Regions from separate parts of the Drosophila melanogaster genome. Here region 2 is linked to region 1. The links are chromatin contacts, called in public HiChIP or PLAC-seq maps. All regions are on one chromosome and are shown on one strand. Each heading gives the region's core, a stretch centred on a gene start, on an enhancer-like site or on the middle of the called end of the contact. The rest is flanking DNA. Distances are from core to core; before and after follow the strand shown. Region 1 holds the start of His4r (Histone H4 replacement). Region 2 holds the start of Rad17.

Evidence for each region. HiChIP or PLAC-seq counts read pairs in DNA pulled down with a chosen protein or histone mark.
Region 2: a POLR2A S2P HiChIP or PLAC-seq map of the Kc167 cell line shows a contact between it and region 1, with 1.8 times the contacts expected there. The contact joins the promoter of Rad17 here to the promoter of His4r in region 1. A contact is called at or near these places in 1 of 1 datasets of contacts at CTCF or cohesin (the Kc167 cell line), 15 of 107 Hi-C or Micro-C datasets (the Kc167 cell line, the OSC cell line, the Ras3 cell line and 6 more) and 2 of 6 datasets of contacts at active chromatin or transcription factors (both in the Kc167 cell line).

The regions. Positions count from the first base shown.
Region 1 is chr3R:14,624,187-14,627,354 of dm6, forward strand. His4r (Histone H4 replacement) reads left to right here and starts at 1,569. Exons shown (of 3, transcript NM_169592.3): 1 at 1,569-1,629; 2 at 1,840-2,043; 3 at 2,108-2,418. The coding sequence starts at 1,864. The coding sequence ends at 2,239. It overlaps put (punt), which reads right to left and starts at 1,517. Exons shown (of 6, transcript NM_001275645.1): 1 at 1,014-1,517. The coding sequence starts at 1,059. It overlaps CG7886, which reads right to left. Exons shown (of 11, transcript NM_142121.2): 11 at 2,490-3,168. The coding sequence ends at 2,824.
Region 2 is chr3R:14,661,737-14,664,904 of dm6, forward strand. Rad17 reads right to left here and starts at 1,461. Exons shown (of 4, transcript NM_142125.4): 1 at 1,399-1,461; 2 at 667-1,343; 3 at 126-580; 4 at 1-67. The coding sequence starts at 1,413. It overlaps BigH1 (Histone H1 variant BigH1), which reads left to right and starts at 1,714. Exons shown (of 2, transcript NM_142126.2): 1 at 1,714-2,550; 2 at 2,645-3,086. The coding sequence starts at 1,855. The coding sequence ends at 3,010.

The DNA.
Region 1 (3,168 bases), core at 319-2,818:
TAAAATGATAATTCACTTTTTAAATGTGTAAATACAAAAAATTTAATTTTGAAAACGTTTATTGCAACGAGCCTGCGATATATTGATTGATATTTCTTGACCATTGGCTAAGCAAACTGTTTTCAATCCTTTGAAACACTTTTCGTCCCACTGTCCTTTAGGTAATCGGATCGCTGGCCATGTATGTGTGTGTTCGTAAGCGTGCATGCTTTATAGTAAAGTAGATACATAAGCAGGCACATTATGCACACAGAAAGGGATGGGTTTAAAGTGGCGCTTGTGCGGAAAAAGGAAACAGCAGCAGCAGAAACAACAACAACAACAGCAGCAACAGGGAAGAGAGCGCACTGCGCCACAGAAAGAGAGAGGGCTATGGCGAGCGAAAGAGAGGGAGGCCGGTGGAGCAAAAGGGTGGGAGAAACCAGAACCTGCCATACAACAAGTTCCTAATGCAGCAAAATCCATTCAAAGAAATGCTCAGCGCACACACACATGGATTAAGATTGGGAATTAGGTATCCGATCGATTTATACCGAGTATGCGTTTGGCGCTCAACATATGAATTCGTAGTACCCACTGTCAACAATTCTTACGATATTTTACTACATTTGTGTAGTACAATTGTTGGTGCTTTAATAGAGTATCTAGTGTATACATTATTCACTTCACAAATAGATTTGATTCCTAGCATTTACATTCGTTATACCTAATTTCTGAAAATTTAAGATGTTCTGATGTGTTGGTTAATAGGACAAAGCTATCACAAAGCCTATACACCCTATATATGAACTTTTCAAGCGCCATGTGATATTAATAAAGTAATAGCATTACGCACCCCATATCATCAAAAATCACACGCACGAATGGTTATAAATCGAAGTCGGCTTGCATTACAGAGGAAAATCGTAAGGCAGAGACAAAATATAATATTATGTACATATGTACATAATAAAGCGACTGGGAATTAAGGCGCCAATAAGTATGCACCCACACACTCGCAGTGCAATACATACCCAGCGTTAGCTGCGCCGTTAGATAAAGCAGATCGTATTTGGACATTGTTATCGCCTGTGCAAACTTGTTTACAGCACTCGTTGCGTATACGTAACGCGAATATTTCGATGTTTCGGGGACAGGTGCAGTGGAATGGAATAACTGGGTACTGTTAATATTATTTTGGCACAGAGTTCCTGTTGTCTTCGCACTTTTCGAGTACAGCACTAAGTGTGTATGTGTGGGTGGCCGAGTGTGTGTGCGGTGCCTTGGCAGCGATTTTGCTGGCCACACGCCGTTTGCATGCGCATTTCCGCGGGTTTTACTCGACTTTTCGCCGCGACTTAATTTTAAGCTAGAGGGGCACAGTTGAAAAAGTATATGCGCGCTGCACTTTTTCGTTTTTCGCAGGTCTGCGGGCCTGTTTTCAAGCGATTTTAGTGCGAGCACGTCTTTCGGTTCGATTAAATCTTTTTTGTCGCAACGGGGCGGCGATAGCGATGGCCGATAGGCGATAACTGACCAGGGCTGGTAGTGAGACAATAGAAATACTAGATACGCGCATTTTGCGAAAGGTATTTTGAGGTGTGCGAGATCTGGTCACGCTCACAAGCAATTTTCTGGAGATTTCTTGAAGTGAGTTTTGTTGCTGAGAAATTTAAGTAAATAATAGAAGAATCGGTCAACAAAGTTTTTTTGTGCATAAACATAAAAAAAATAATTGGAGACCATTATTTTGTATGAAAACAGACTTATTAACAACAGTTTTCACCTGTCAAATGAACGTTTACCTTTCACCAAACATGGCGTCGCTTTACAGTTTATTGCGTCTTCTCTTCTTTTCAGCCAACTTTACGAAGCAACTGAGAAATGACTGGTCGTGGAAAGGGAGGCAAAGGATTGGGAAAGGGGGGCGCCAAGCGTCATCGTAAGGTGCTTCGTGATAACATCCAGGGTATCACCAAGCCTGCTATTCGCCGTTTGGCTCGTCGCGGCGGTGTTAAGCGTATCTCTGGCTTGATTTACGAGGAAACTCGCGGTGTGCTAAAGGTACGTTCTGGCGAAACGAAGGGAAAGTGGTGAAAAACTGATTAATTTCTCGGAAAATTCACAGGTATTCCTTGAGAACGTTATCCGTGACGCTGTCACCTACACCGAGCACGCCAAGCGCAAGACCGTGACCGCCATGGACGTGGTCTATGCCCTCAAGCGCCAGGGACGCACCCTTTACGGATTTGGCGGTTAAGCACGCCCTCTAACCTCCACATAATAAATAACCATGGAGTTAACTTAACTACATTCAAAATACTTGATCCAATTGAATCTTAATCAGTAGTATTCAACGCAAACTTAACCGAACGCAAATATTTTATAATTTCACAATATACGGACTAAATAAATCAAAAGATATCACATAGAGAACTCAATATCATGCATATGTGCATTTTGACTTGGGGCGGTTAATCATCCGAAAATAAGGTCCAACAAACTCGCTTAGGGAGCACACAAATAATAAATCTTTAATGGAAATTAGTAAGACCAAAGTATATTTTTGTACATTTTTGGTGCAGCTTGAATTCGCAGATGGCAGGACGTGCAAAAAGGAGCAGGTTCCCTTTTCTACTGCTACTGCCCGGGAGTATGACTGCAAATTTAGCTCTCCCAGTGGGGATCCTATCGAATCGAGTTGGCTGCTTTGTTGTGGGTGTGATGGTGGTGGTAGTGGTGTTGTTGTTGTTACTGCTCGGCGTATCAGCCAGCTGTGGTGTCGCTGCTCCGGCTGCGAATGGCTGCGGGGATTTTGAATGGAGGAACCTAAAGTCACGACCCCTAGGCGCTCTGCTCCCGCTGCTTCTGGAGCTGCAGGGACATGTAGACATTGGCCGGGGATATGACATTTTGGTCGCCGAAATCGCCAGAGCCTCCACCACCGCCGGCATCTCCGTCGCCGGCCTCTTCTGTGAGTGACATGGACTCCGATTGCTTGCGCCGCACAAAGACATGCATGGAGGAGTATTTCGAGCTACTAAGTAACGTGGAGTCCGTCGCCTCCGTCTCGTAGTCTGAGTTCTCCAGCGTAACGTCCGTTGAGGAGAGTTCTTCGGAGCGGGACATATACGACGACTCCATGTGCATGTCGCCGACTGGTACCTGAAGATCGTCCTCAGGCCGAGG
Region 2 (3,168 bases), core at 211-2,710, 37 kb after region 1:
CTGGGCTCTGTATTAAAGGCTTCGGTTATTTCCTCCGGGCTGTGTAACATAGTTTTGTCCTCATTAACTGATGAGATCCAAGATTTGAATGAGTATTTTTACAGAGAATGTTTCGTGGGACTTACACTTAGGATTTAATACTCTTCCAAGTGCGTGCATCAGAGTAATTGATTCATCTCTACCAATTGACTTTAAAGTACTTTGCATTTTCTTCTTACGACCTTTTGCGGACACACTGACATTTAGCTGTTTGGTCGGCATGCTGGAAACTCCCTTTAAAGAGCTCAAATGTAAATTAATTAACGCATTTCTTATGTCGCCCTGGGCACCGACAACTATTGAGTCAACAACAGCGGTCGAGGGCACCTTGTAAGTAGCTTTATTCTGCTGCATTACGGAGCAGAAGGTTTTCATTGACTTTTGCATGATTGTAGATGCAATAGCATTGAAACTGATGTGCTCGATGCGATGTTTGGCCTTCAGTTGGTCTGGAAAGAGGCGGTAGCTGATATTCAATCCTCGAGATTTGGCATCGGCAACGATGAACACCAGGGGAGATTTGCCATACGCCGTGTACTCTCTGAAATGGAAGGAAATGAGGGTTTATTAAATTATGTTGAATCTTATAGTTGGTGTTCAATTCCATAGTCCACCGGTTTTACCTACTCTAGTAACTCTTCAAAGTTGACCTCCTTATCGCTGAGCAGGACGTTGGGAAAGTCCTCGACAAGAAGCAGTCTCTTATTTTGCGAGTCCAGCAAGGATTTGTATCGCGAGGCACGGAGCAGAAAGCTTTTAAAGGCCTCCAGATGGGAGCCCACATAGGAGGCGCCAGTCGTTTGATCACCCAAGGTGTTGACCACCTCACAATCGATAGGATTGATCCACTCCTGCAGCTGGTAGCCGAACTCCTTGGCCAGGACTCGCAACGTGGTGGTTTTGCCAGCACCAGTGGGCCCGGTAAGTAGACACATTTGAGCCGGGAACTTCTTGCGCACCGCTTCGCAGTGACGCAGCCAATCGCGTAGTTCTCCGACCTTCTTTGGATGCACCGCCAAATCGTCGCTGGTGGCTGGCTCAAAGCTTTCCATCCAGTTTTCTTTGACTTCTGGCGGTGGCACAGTGATGTCCGCATCCTGGTCATCATCCATGGCAGTAAGATCGACTGAGTCCACGTCCGGAATCTGTATTGGCTTTGTATTTATGCTTGGAGTTCTCGACCTCGATACTCTGGAGCTGCTCACATTGCTTGCACTTCTTGTGCGCTTCGCAGGCGTGGATTCCGAAGGAGCAGGACTGGTGGTCAAGTTCATCTCGCTGAAGGCACATCTTACCCAAGTTTTCTAAGCATTAGTTCTTTAGTATTCAGTTTAAAAACATAAATTTCAAATTGTTTACCTTCCGTACGCTCATTTTTAGAATTAACTCCTCTTCTTCTTTAGCAGTGTTACCATATGGAATAACACTGCTAATTCAATAAATAATCGATAAGTTTCACAAAAAATCGCGTTATTTAAACTGAACTATTTGCTATTGTATTACTTAATATATTATTTATTTAATAAATATGATACATATTTATTGTTTTATTTATCAAATTTCTGGTTAAAAACGCTTCAAACATTTCAATAATGTATACTTATAATTATCTGAATAATAAACGGTACTTACAAAATCGACTTAAAAAGCTTTGCGATATAACTTTTGATCCCGTTTTCTGTGCATTAACAGTCATTGCAAAGTATCATTGTTACTGCGAGTTTTCGATTACCGTTTTGTTAACCTTTTTTCGTGTCTTAAAAGTTGTTGAGTTGTATTTCTAATTTTTGTTCAATTTAATTTCCAACTAATAACATGAAACTAAAGCCGGTTGAACGCAATGATGGCTCGGATGATGAGAGCGAGGAGGAAATGCCAAATGATCATCCCGAATCCGAAGACTCCAATATGGGCGAAGAAGAGGAGCTCCCGGAGGAAGATGAGGAGGAGATGGAGGAGGATGAGGAGGAGGATCGGCAGGACGGTGACGAGGTCGAGACAGATAATCTCGGAGCTGATCGCAATCCCTATCCCACTCCGCCGCCTGATGATGGGTCGAAACTGGTGCCCCCCGATTCTGACAACCCCAAGTCGATGGTCCCAAAACCAAAGGGTACGCTCATATCCCTAGCTCTTATGGCCATCGGGAAGTTGGCGAGCCGATCGGGCTCATCGGTTCAGGCCATAATGACATACCTAAAGGACAATGGTCAGGAGTGGAAGGATCCGAAGAAAACCGCCCGCCTCCTCCATCGAGCTTTAAAATTGGCCGAAGCCAACGGCGAAGTGGTGATGGTTAAGCGATCCTTTAAACTCACCGATAAGCAGAAGAACTCCTCAAAGGCTGTGGAGAAAATGAAGGCAAAGAAACAGAAGGAGAAGGAAAAGAAAGCCAAAGTTGAGAAAGTTTTAAAGGAGAAGATTCAAAAGAAAGAGGCCAAGGCGAAGATGAAGGAAAAGAAGGCCTCCAAGGAAAAATCCAGTAAACCAACCGAGCGGAAAACAAAACAAGTACGTGGTTTATTCTAATCTAACAATTCAATAGATTTTTTAAGAATTAGCTTCCTTGATAAATTGATAATAATAAACCGCTATTTACACAAAGGCTGTAAAAAAGAAGAAGCCCGAGGATGGAACCAAGGATAATCCGCCAGCATCTAAAGCAGCTTCATCCGCTGCCGCGCAGGCCATGCTGGAAACATCCCAGACAGCGATTCCTGAAGCGGGAAAGAAGCCGGCCAAAACCAAAGTCAAGCTACAAGCGGATTCATCCGAGGCGGGAAAGACTAAAAAGTCGCGAAAGTCCATTGGAACTCTGGCTCAGCCCAAGGCAGCCAGGCCGAAAGTCAAGGCGGTCAAGAAACTGGTGGCTGGAAAGGGAGCCTCCACACCGGATCTTTCCATAATGGAGGCCCAGGCCACGTCGACTCCTCAAGGAGCTACCAAGGCGAAGCGCAAGCGCAAAGTCTAGTTATGATTTATATGTTTTTTTTTCAGTACATGTGAAACTTTGTTTAAATAAAATTGATACTTTTTTAGTTCCTAGCAATATTTTAAATGACTTTTCTTTTAAAGTTCATGAACTGACAACATTCTTCGCATAATGAAATTGAATTATTTAATTTTGTA